Regions from separate parts of the Sus scrofa genome. Here region 2 is linked to region 1. A link is a contact called in public HiChIP or PLAC-seq data. All regions are on one chromosome and are shown on one strand. Each heading gives the region's core, a stretch centred on a gene start, on an enhancer-like site or on the middle of the called end of the contact. The rest is flanking DNA. Distances are from core to core; before and after follow the strand shown. Region 1 holds the start of APOE (apolipoprotein E). Region 2 holds the start of MARK4 (MAP/microtubule affinity-regulating kinase 4).

The links. HiChIP or PLAC-seq counts read pairs in DNA pulled down with a chosen protein or histone mark.
Region 2: an H3K27ac HiChIP or PLAC-seq map of alveolar macrophages shows a contact between it and region 1. The contact joins the promoter of MARK4 here to the promoter of APOE in region 1. A contact is called at or near these places in 10 of 47 Hi-C or Micro-C datasets (alveolar macrophages, embryonic fibroblasts, fetal liver and 7 more) and 2 of 2 datasets of contacts at active chromatin or transcription factors (alveolar macrophages and skeletal muscle).

The regions. Positions count from the first base shown.
Region 1 is chr6:51,371,439-51,377,286 of Sscrofa11.1, reverse strand. It overlaps APOE (apolipoprotein E), which reads right to left and starts at 4,174. Exons shown (of 3, transcript NM_214308.1): 1 at 4,109-4,174; 2 at 3,168-3,357; 3 at 1,954-2,796. The coding sequence starts at 4,151. The coding sequence ends at 2,076.
Region 2 is chr6:51,663,620-51,669,705 of Sscrofa11.1, reverse strand. It overlaps MARK4 (MAP/microtubule affinity-regulating kinase 4), which reads right to left and starts at 3,783. Exons shown (of 17, transcript XM_021094540.1): 1 at 3,414-3,783. The coding sequence starts at 3,464.

The sequences.
Region 1 (5,848 bases), core at 2,925-5,424:
ATGCCCAGGCCCTGGACACACAGTGAGTGAATCAGCAGAAACTTGGCCCTGCCTCACACAGATGTAGCCCCGCCTCACACAGTCCCAAGGGTGGAACATCTGGCTGGGGGGAGGGAGCCTGATTCCACAGCGGCAAGCAGGGCAGGGAAAGCGCGGAGTGAGCACAGAGTTTACCAGAGCCAAGCGGGGCAGAGGCCCGCCTGGAAGACACAAGTCCGCTGGCTCTGGATGGAATCCTGCTCCCCTCCTGAGAACTGAGGGCGTGGGAGGGAAGCTCCTGCTTCTCCAGGCTCCAGCCATGCTGCGTGTCAGCTCCCAACATGATGGCCCCGCCCTTAATACCAAGGGTCACAGGCTGGCCCCTCTCTCCAGCCTGCACCCAGCACCTGGTAGGCTTGTCAAGGTAGCCAAGAGGCCAGTGATCCAGGGGAGGAGAGAAGGATGAGGGGAGATGGAACTCCCTGGTGGGCTAGTAGCTAAGGATCTGGCATTGTGACTTCTATGGCTAGGGTTCGATTCCTGGTCGGGGGAAGTAAAAAAAAAAAAAAAAGAGAGGGCCCACGTGGTGGCGAGGGCAAACCTGGAGGAAGGGCAACTAGAAACAAGCAGGGCCAGGGGCAGGAGCAACCAGAGGGGGAGAGGACAGAAAGAGGCGGAGGAAAAGAGGAAGCCAGAGAAATGAAGCCTCTCAGGGAGAGCAGGACTGAGAACAGAGGCCAGGAGCAGAAAGGAGGCAGAATCGGGTAAGAGAGGGAGAGGGAGGAAAAAAAAATGAAAATGGCTCAACAAAAATGGCAGTGGGGGGGAAGGGGAGGGCGTGGGATGGACTGGGAGTCTGGGTTTAATAGACGTAAACCATTGCATCTGGAGAGGATAAGCAATGAGATCCTGCTGTAGAGCACTGGGAACTATATCTAGTCACTGGGGATGGAGCAGGATGGAGGATGATGTGACAAAAAGAATGTATATATGTGTGTGACTGGGTCCGTAGAAAACTCACAGAACGCTGTAAACCAACTACAATGGAAAAAATAAAAATCGTTAAAAAAAAAAAAGACACTTAAAAAAAAAAACCAAATGGCAGTGGTTTCAGGTCTTTTGAGTAACAAGGCCATGAAGCAGGCATTTTAAAGCTGGGCCAACCGAGGCTCAGATGTTGATTTTTTTCCCCCTCTTTTCTAGGGTTAAACCCTGGGCATAAGGAAGTTCCCAGGCTAGGGGTCGAATCAGAGCTAAACTGCCAGCCTACGTCACAGCCACAGCGGTGTGGATGCAAGACATTTCTGTTACCTATACTGGAGCTCATGGCAATGTCAGATCCTTAACCCACTGAGCAGGATCAGGGATCGAACCCGCACCCTCATGGATACTAGTTGGGTTCATAACCCACTGAGCCACAACAGGAACTCTGAAGTTGCTTTTTTGCCCACAGTAGTCAGGGGTGGGGTTCCTGCCGTGGCTCAGTGATTAACAAACCCGACTAGTATCCATGAGGATGTGGTTCAATCCCTTGCTCAGTGGGTTAAGGATCTGGTGTTACCATGAGCTGTGGTGTAGGTCAAAGATGTGGCTTGGATCCTGCGTTGCTGGGGCTGTGGTGTAGGCTGGCAGCTGTAGCGCCAATTTGACCCCTAGCCTGGGGACTTCCACATGCTGAGGGTGCAGCCCTAAAACGCTAAAAAAGGGAAAGCAAAGACAGAGTTAGAAAGGATGGAGTTCCCTGGTGGCCTAGTAGTTAAGGATCCTTCGTTGTGGCGGCTGTGGCATGGGTTCAATCCCTGGCCGGGGAACTTCCGCATGCCATGGGCTCGGCCAAAAAAAAAGAAAAGGGGGAGAAGAGACAAATAGACACACACAGGCAGAGGGCAGGACAGAGAACTGGGTGGTCAGTGCAGGGAAGGAAAGGGAAACTGAGGCTGGAGCTGAGAAATCACACGGGGACACCCAGAAGCTGCTGTGAAGCTTGATGAATCTTTATTAAGCAGGGGCCCACCAAGAGGGCAGCTAAGGCTGGGGGAGGCGGGGGAGTTGGGCAGGAACGGGGCCCCGAAGGGGGTGCCCGGATGAGAGGGCACTCACTGATTATCACTGGGCGCAGAGGTGGAGGAGCTGATGCTCACGGCCGACTGCATCCTCTCCACCAGCCCGGCCCACTGGCGCCGCATGTCTTCCACCAGAGGCTCGAACCAGCCTTTGAGGCGGGCCTGGAAGGCCTCGGCCTGCAGGCGCAACTGGCTGCCCTGCTCCTCCACTTTGGTGCGCACCTCCTCCAGCTGCTCACGCATCTCATCCAGGCGGTCGCGGGTCCGGCTGCCCATCTCCTCCAGCCGTCCGCGCAGCTTCTGGCCCCAGGCTTCGGCGCGCTCGCGCAGCGGCTGGCCGGCCCTGGTACTCAGGGTGGCGGCGCGCAATCGGCCCTGCTCCACCAGGGGCCCGAGGCGCTCGCGGAGGGCGCTCACGCTGCGCTCGGCGCCCTCGCGCAGCCCCGCCTGGTACACGGCCAGGCGCTTCTGCAGGTCCTCGGTGTCGCGGAGCAGCCGCTTGCGCAGCTTGCGCAGGTGGGAAGCCAGGCGGCTCCGCAGCTCCTCGGTGGTCTGGCCCAACATGTTGTGCACCTCGCTGCGGTAGAGCACCAAGCGGTTGCGCACGTCCTCCATGTCGGCGCCCACGCGGGCCTGCGCCGCCTGCAGCTCCTTGGACAGGCGCGCCTGCGTCTCCTGGGTCACGGGGCCCAGCTGCGCCTCCAGCTCCTCGCGGTAGGCCTTCACCTCCTTCATGCTCTCCTCTATCAGCTCCCTGGGCGCAGAGAGGGCGGGGGCGGGGAGGGGGAGAAGGAGGGCTCCTGAGCTGGCGATGGCCAGGACGTGCCAGAGATTCAGAGACAGCAAGGACGGCAAGACTGACCCAGAGACAGGCGAAGGCAGGAGCTCAAGATGGAAAGAAAGCAAGACATGAAGTCAAATGAAAGAAAAAAGAAAAAGTAAACTCCCCCCAAAAAAGGAAGAAGGAAAAAAAAGAAACAGAGACCCAGACCCCCAAGAGTTGGCGACAAGGACAGAAGGAAACCCGGACGGGTGGAGCCTGAGGGTCCAGAACACACGGTTCGCCAGGAGGGTCAGGCGCGCGCGCGCGCGCGCGCGCGCGGCGGGAGTCGGGTGGGCACTTACGTCAGTTCCTGGGTGACCTTGGTGCTGAGCAGCTCCTCCTGCACTTGGTCAGACAGGGACTGCACCCAGCGCAGGTAATCCCAGAAGCGGCCCAGGGCCTGCTCCCAGGGCTGGCTGCCCTGCCACTTGGGCTCCTCCCACCACACGTGCACCTCCGGCGGCGGCCCCGGCTCGTCCTCTGTCCGGCATCCTGCACCGAGCCAGTTCACAGCCATCAGGTCCTCTGCCCCCTCCCAGCACACGGTACCTGGTACAGAGCAGGTGCTCCCCCAGCCCCGGTGGGTGGGCTTCTCTAGAGCACTGGTGGGCAGGGAGGGGTGGAAGGACACCCAGCCTGTCTAATTACTGGACAAGCATGGATTGTGTGCTCCGTGCACGCTAGTCACAGCTGACACGTATCTAATGCTCACGCCCTGCCAGGCAACAACGCATTAGAAACAGAAGCCCCCTTTCCTTTCTTTTCTCTTTCTTTCGTTTTTGTTTGTTTGTCTTTTAGGGCTGCACCAGTGGCATACGTGGAAGTTCCCAGGCGAGGGGTCCGATGGAAGCGATAGCTGCCAGCCTGCACCACAGCCACAGCAACACCCGATTCGAGCTGCATCTGCGACTTATGCCGCAGCTCATGGCAACGCCGGATCCTTAACCCGCTGAGCGAAGCCAGGGATTGAACCCTCTTCCTCATGGATACTAGTCGGGTTCTTAACCTGCTGAGCCACAGCTGGAATCTCTCAACATAACTCCCATTTTAAAGATGGGGAAACTGAGGCTCAGAGAGTAAAACGAGCTGTTCAGAAGCAAGGAGTGCCAGAGAGGCCTCACATCTAGGCCTCTCCTCAAGGGGAAGAGAGACCAGCAGAAGAGACCAGGGATGAAGGAGGGGCACCGGGTACAGCCGGGGATGGGGGAGGGGCAGGGAACCTGAGCAAGCCCCACCCCCATACCTGCGAGGAGGGTTACCACCAAAGCAACCCACAGAACCCTCATCTTCTGGCTTGCGATTGGCCAACCTGCAGGAGGGAGAAATTGTCACTCAACAGCGGCGGGGCTCGCTCCTCCCACCCAGAGCCCAGCCCTGTCCAGTCACAGCCTTCCAAGCCTTGCACCCCCTTATCTGCATCAGCCTAATCCAAGCAGATATTTCCCGAGCAGATCCTTTCCATTGTCCGTGTAATTCCCTCATTGTCTTCTCCTATCTCCCCATCCCCAGGTCGGCTGCGGCCAAAAGCCTTCCCTCTCTCCCAGGGTTCAAATTCCACCCACGTCGCCCCCCACCCCCTCCACCCTGGAGTCCCATGTGAGCCCCAGCCTTGCTTTCTGGGCTCCAAGCTCACGTTCTTCCTGGTACCTTCACATTCCAAGCTCCAACTTCACATCTAAACCCTGTTTTCCACTCATTCCCTAATTTAATCCTCATTTACATGTCCTTCCACCAACGCTCTAGCTACCCTGCCGCCAGCCCGGTCGAGGTCACCCCTGGTCGCCGCCACCCCTGGGTCTCCTCGATGGAGCTCTTAGTGTGCTCAAAACTTGAGTAGATGCGCCATACCTGCCAGTACAATTCGTCGGCTCTGGCTCGTCTGGTTCTTCCTACAGGTCCCGCTGCTTCCCTGACCTCCCCTTCCAGCCAAGGCGGATAACCTCCTCCTGCTGCCCACCCTCCTTCTAGGTCCAGTCCCTGGGCTCTAGCCTCATCCCCAACTCCTGCCTCGGTGGTGGCCCCGGGGGGCCAGGTCATTTCCTCCTCCCCCGACAGCCCACCCCCCCACACCGAAGCCCCGAGCCCATCTCTGTGCCCCCAGGTCTGCTCCTCACCGGTTGCTTCCTCCTCCTCCTTCCTCCTTCCTCCTCCGGGGCTGAGTAGGATTCAGGGAGCCCAGATTCGGCCAATTATAGGGCTCCCCCCGCCCCGCCCACTCCTCCAGAACTGGGCCAGCTGGGCCAGCCCCCGTCGGGTCACGAGGTGGGCTGGCCTCCCCTTTCACACAGCAGGGTGGGGGAGGGGAGGGGAGGGGAGGGTGGGGCTTGGCAGCCTATCACCCCCCCCTTACTCCCAGCCCCCATGGAAAGAGGTGTCTCTCACCCAGTAACTCCCGAGCCTTTCTCCATGCCACTGGTGGGGGTGGGCTGGGCAGGGAGAAGGAGCAGGACCAGAAGGCCCGGCCCTGCCTCTCTCTTGTCCTGTGCTTGGATGAATAGAATTGGGGCAAGGCTGGGGACTCGAAATCCTGGGTCTGAGGTCTGGATTTCTGGGTTAAGGGGAAGGGAGCTGGAGGCCCAGACAGAAAGGGGATGAGAGGCGTGGGGGCGGTGTAAGGCATCTGCTCAAAGATTAGGCTTTGAGAGTGATCTTTTTGCTCAAAGTTTAGGCTTTGAGAGTGTTCTTTTTGCTTTCGTTTTTTTGCTTTTTAGGGCCACACCCGTGGCTTGTGGAGGTTCCCAGGCTAGGGGTCGAATTACAGTTACAGCTGCGGGCCTACACCACAGCCACAGCCACAGCCACAGCCAAGTGGGATCCAAGCCTCGTCTGCGACCTACACCACAGCTCACGGCAGCGCCGTGCTGGATCCTTAACCCATTGAGCGAGGCCGGGGATCCAACCCACAGCCTCATGGTTCCCAGTTGGATTCGTTTCCGTTGCACCACAGAGTTTTAACCCTCACTCCCTCTCGAGGGCCGTGACC
Region 2 (6,086 bases), core at 2,534-5,033, 290 kb before region 1:
GACAGTTTCCCCCAGAGTGGAGGCCTTGGCCAAGGCCACACCGCACTGCCTCACACCCCGCGTCACTTTTCTTAAGTAGGCTTTTCTCTGGGCCAAGTCCTGGGCATCAAAGCATCCCCTCTGCATTTAATTGCCACAGCGGCCCAGTGAGGGCAGCACCTGCAGCCTCACAGTCCAGAGGAGAAACTGAGGCTCGCAGCGAGGCGGTGCCGTGTCAAGGTCACGCAGTCGATTCATAAGAGGCAGAAAAGAAATGCTTCCCGTGAGGACCAGGAAGACAGCCGCCAGTACGGAGCCCTAACCGCAAGCCCGCTGCCTACTGTGCCTTCATCCAGGCCTCCGGGGTGGGTCCCATTACCATCTGCATTCTCCACACGGGGACCCCAGGGCTGAGGCAGGGTAAGCACCTTGCCCAAGGTCACAGGGCAGATGGAGAAGAGCGTCTAGGATTCGAACCAGGCTCTGCTGACTCCCAAGGCCCCAGCTCTTCCCCACAGCCCCCTGAGGGGCTGCTCCTGAGCCCGGGCCTCCTCCCAGGGGAGGGTGGGAAGGGAGCTGGAGCTCTGGGCAGATAAGGCCTCTGATTTCCACCCAGATAAAGACGCCCCATCAGGTGGCACCAGGGGAGCCACCCTGCGCTGGGCTGGCCCCCCACTGAAGGCAGTGTGACTGAGGGACCCCTGCAAGGGGCAGCGGGTGACAAAGCCCCCAGGGGCCGGGGGCGGGAGCTAAAATTGGCCTGCACCACCAGCTGGCCCAGCTCCCTCCCGACCGGCTGGCGCCCCAACACCGGGCCTGTTGCTAGGGAACCTCCAGAAAGGCCGGGTGGTGGGGGACCTGGGACTTGGGGTGGGGGAGCATGACCCCACAGGGCTGTCGTCATGGTGACCAGGTGGCAGGGGAGGGGCTATGACCTCCAATTCCAGAGGGAGAGAGGTGACCCTTTGCCAGGACTGACAAGCAGCTCCTACAGACTAAGAGTTGGGAGGAGAGAAGGGACTAGCTGTCCCCTGGTCCCCAGGGCCGTACGAATCTGAACAAGATGGGGAGGAAGTGCTCACACAAGCCCCACTCTATAGAGGAGGAAACTGAGGCCCAGACAAGTGAGATCACTTGCCTGAGGTCACACAGCTAGGGAGGAGCAGAAACTAGATTTGAACCTACGCGTCTCTGAACAATCCAAGTAACAACAACAATAAGAGCAGCTCCCACACGCCTGGCCCTGGGCATCTTCCTCATCTCCTGGGTTCCTCAAAACACCCCCTTCGCGAGGCGCTATCCTTGGCCCCATTCGGAGGGGAAGAGACTGAGGCTCTGAGCAGGGAGGGATCCGAGACCTCACACAACAACTAATGACAGCCCTGGGTGGGGGATCCAGGGCCGTCTGACTCATAGCCACACAATAGCAGCAAACACGTGTGGAGCGCGGCCCATCCGTCCCGTGCGTCAGGCTTCAGCCGGATCATCGCGAGTAATCCTCTGAGGGACTCAGGTGATCACCCCCATTTATTTCCCAGGGCAGGAAACTGAGGCCCGGAAGGCGAGAGCCAGTGGTCTGAGGTCACAGGGCAACGTGGCTGGCGGAGCCGGCACTTGAACCCAGGCCTGTGGGCTCCCTGCCACTTCCTCGAGTGACTGGGGTGGGGTGGGGGGGCGGGGGCCAGAGGCGGGCTTCTCATGGGAGACTCCAAACCAGAGCCTGGCTTATAGTGTGACGGGTGGCAATGGGGGTGGTGATGGCGGCTCTCTGGGGAGGGGAGGGGGGAGTCCAGCAAGATGAAGGGGCAGAGATAAATCGATCTGGTGGGCATCTGGGGTGAGGGTGGCTGGGGATTGGCAGGGGCCCAGCAGAGGCCTGGGGGAATGGGACAAAGACCCCAGCTGGGGAGGAGTCTGGCATTGGTTGGTGGGAGGGTCTTTAGAAGCGCTGAGAGTAATCAGAAATCAGGGGAATGAGGGGAGGGTCTCTCTGGGATTGTTCTGGGCTGTGGTGGAGGGACAGGGGTGCCTGGGAACAGTGGGAGGGGTCCAAGCCATGGGACAGTGGAAGTCAGGGGCTAAAGATACCTGAGCCAGGGGTCTGGGTCTTGAGGAAACTCCTAGAAGTCAAAGAAGGGGGTTCCTAGGAGCAGTCCCTGGAACCAGAGAGAGGTTCAGGGGCCTGAAATCCTGGGGAAGGGGCTTCCAGGATAAGGAACAGGTCAAAGGAATAAAGACAGAGCCTGGTGGGGGCGGGGGGTCAAGAGGCCTAGAAACTTGGGGAGAAGGCTTCCAGCCAACAGACCCCAAGAGAAAGGGCCTAGAGCCAGGGCAAAAGCAGAGGCTTCGAGTCCAGGAGTCTTCTGGAAAAAGCATCCAGGGTCAGGCCTTGGGAGCTGGGGAAGGACTCTGAAGCTGAGGAGGGGGCTTCACTGGGAGGCCAGACCCCTGGCAAGGAAGACGGAGGCCCTGGAGCAGCAGAAGGGATAGGGGCCTGGGGCTCTAAGGCATGAGGCGGTGTCTTGTGAGGAGGGGCCTGGCCTAGGAGGGGGGTCAAGGGGCCGGGGGCGCCAGGGGCACCGGGAGGAGGCTTGCCTGAAGTGGAGGAGCTGATACAGGGAGCATGAGGCCTGGAGTCCGTCTAGTCCAGGGCCTAGAAATCCAAGACTGAGCTGGGGGCCTGGAGTTGGAGGCCAAGGCTTCCTGGGAGAGCAAGAGACCAGAGCGGGTCTGGGGGGATCTGTGGGGACCAGAGGTGTTGGGAATCCATGGACAGGGCTGCTTGGAAGATGGGGACCAGGCCTGGAAGTGGAGAGACCTTGAACAAGCTAGAAGGGCCCTGGGCCCAGGAAAGGTGGAACCGGTTTCCTGTGAGGGGGAGCCCACAGGAGCCAGGAGGGGATCTCCGAGGGGCGAAAGGCTGGGAATGAGAGACAGGGTGGTGGGGGGGAGATCCTGGGGCGCCCGCCACCCAGGTCCAGACAGGGAAGGCCAGAGGCAGAGGCAGGACGGAGCCAGGCCTTCCCAGAGAGGGCCGGGCTGGGCCTTGGGGTCAGGAGCCCGGCACACCCGAGAGGGGGCCAGTTGTCCGATGCGGAAGGCCTGGAGGGGAAGGGGCTTAGGAACCTGCGGGAGAAGGGAGGGGCTCCTGGAAGGCAGGGGAGGGGGCTTCCTGGAGAGAAGAGACCCGAGCGGAAGCGGTCTGCAAGGGATAAGAGAGGGGTCCCGGGAGAGGGGCGCCCCCAGGGGTCGGGCTGGGCTGAGGAGTGGGGGAGGGTCGAGCGGCCTGGAAGTCCAGGCGGGGGTCGGAGGTGGCGCGCGCGGGGTTGGGCTGGGGAAACGAGGGTAGGCGCTCGCGGCGAGGGACACGGCAGGGCGAGGGGTTCGGCGGCCGGACCCAGCCGGGGCTCCCCAAGGGGCCGAGCCCCACTCACCGTGTCCGAGTTCCGATCGTTGCCCGGGGCCATCGCCGTCCGCGAAGACATTTTCTCCGGGTCCCAGGGGACTGGGCGGCCAGGTCGGGGGGGGGGCGGGGGTCCGGGGGGGGGTCCCCTCTCTGCCCCTCCCCCCCCACCGGCCTGGAGACGCGAGCTCAAAAGCTGGGCGCCGTGGACACCCGGGTTCGCGCCGTGGGAGAGGGGGCAGGGCGGGGGAGGGAAGGGGGTGCCTAGGGTCCTAGTGGCCCCGCACAGCTCGGGCTGGGGGCGCCATGGGGGCGGCGGGCAGGCCGGCGGGCGGGGGCCAGGGAGGGGGCGCGGAGCCGGCCCGGGCGGCGGCGGAGGGAGGCGGTGGAGGGGCCGGGGAGGAAGGGACGTCAGGGGGAGGGGCGGGCAGGGCGGGGCTGCCGAGACCCCGCCCCCTGCCGCCAGCACTTAAAGGCGCAGGCCCCGACCGGCCGGGGGGCTCTGGGGGCGGAGGCACGTCTGGGCGCGTTCTCGGGGAGTCTGTTCTCACGGGAGAGTACAGACTCATCGGAGGAGAAGGGGAGAGAAACATCAAGGCAGAGAGCCAGAGGCGCACAGAAAGATACTGAAAGAGGCAGAGACAGACGCAGAGACAAAAAGACAGAGAGACAGGGGTAGGGGGAACACAGAGACACAAAGAGATGGAAAGACATTCAAGGAATGGAGAGACAAAAAGAGAAAGGCAGAAAGAGGGAGAAACGTAGGGAAAGAGAGGCACATACAGAGAGACAGAAGGAGAGACAGAGACACAGAGAGCGACAAAGACTGAGAGACTCGCACGCGGAGACAGAGACAGGGATGCAGAGACCGGTGAAGAGAATGGAGATAAAGCGACAGAAATAGACCGAGAATCCCCCCAGAGGCAAGAACCCGGCAGGCGGCGCTGTCCACATTCTCCCTCCCAGTCCCCTCCTCCCCAGTCCGGGAAGCTCTGGGGACCAAGGGCTAAGGGTGCTGGGGGGAATGGTGTCTGGGCGGAGCCACTGGGGAAGGGTGACCAACCTCTCCAGCAATGCTGCCTCCCAGCTCGCAGAAAACTCCAGACCCCGAGGTTGTGGGCTGCAGCCTCCTCTCCTCTGCACCGGAGCTGGGGTTCCAGGACTCTGTCCACGTATTTAACTCTTGGCAGGGATTTGATCTTTCCACGCCTCAGTTTCCCAGTCTATAAAGTGAGGGCGGGGAACCAACATGTTACCTTCCCCCAAGGGCTGAAGCTGGTGCACACGAACCCCAGGCAAGTATTCACCTCAGAGCGGGCCACTCTCTGGATGGGCCAACTGAGGACAGAGAGGGCAAAGGCTTTCCTGAGGTCACATGATCTCGTGGGGACCACCCTCTGGACCAGTGTGGGATGAAGGAAAGGGAGGCATGGCCAAGTCCTGGCTTGGGATCTATGCCCTGTCTGTCCCTTTCTGTTCGAACAACTTCCTGAGCCTCAGTTTCCCGTTCTAAGAAATGGGCGTGACAACAACAGCAGTGTGCTGGAGCCACCCCAAGCAAGCTGATTGTTTTGAAATCTCAGGAGTTTTGGAACCGGTGGTTAAACGGCCATTATTTAAAAATAAATCATGCAAACATACAATTAAATATTTAAAACAAAGGTAATAAATACTCATCACATCCTAATTATTTTACTACGTTTTACTATCATGTGTGATCTTGAGGTTATTTGCATCTATCGTATCTGCCCAGTGAAACTAAGGGGTGACTGCTCCTCTCTTCCCTGACAAACGCTTTCAGTAGCGTCACCTTGGTAGCTTGAACTGAGCCATGAAAGGAATATTTACACCATGGAAATTGGCAAGTCCTGCAAAACAAGTCTTTCCACACACACCCCCTACACACACCCTGCTCCCCAGAGAGCTGGTTGTTACACACCAGTATATCACTATCAACTACATGGACAGAGGCTTCCTCTGTGAAAGCTTCTGAGCATCTCATCCTTTCTGACCCACGCTGAGGCTGGACCAGCCTTATCACCCCCACTAAGAAAAAGTACTTGCTGAAGGTCACACAGCTGGGGAGCAGCAGGGCTGGGATTTGAACACAAGTGTCTCCAAACTCCAGAACTTGGGCTCTTGACCGCTAAGGTTTCCCGTCCCTGGATAGTAAACCTCAGTCTGCAACAAATTAACGAGCCTATGGAAGTAAAGGGCTTCACGTGGGACCAGATTAGGGAACAGATTAGAATTTCTTAAATGGGTGGTAGTATTATAATTCAACAAATGGAGCCTGAGGAGTCTCAGGGATAGTGGGAGGCAAAAAGGGAGGGGTTCAGGATGTTGTTCTAGAAGCTTTGGCATCCCAAGGGTTCTGCGGGACGACGGGTGGGGTCTTGGGGTGAGACGGGAGGCTGAATCAGCCCAATTCCTTCCCAGCCCTAGCGCTGAGAGCTGCAGTTCTCGGATACACCACACGGGGGCGAAAGATCACCTCCTATACACGTTCGCCCACCACACTTGGGGTTCACCCAGGCTCCCCAGTTCCCAGTACTGTTGCCAACCCATTTCCCAGACGGGGGGGTGGGGACTCAGACTTAAAGAGGGGAGGTCACATCCTGGATGGACCTTGAAAGAAGCATGCAAAAGACCACTTGTATGATGCCATTTACACGCAATTTTCAAAATAGGTAAATCCAGGAGT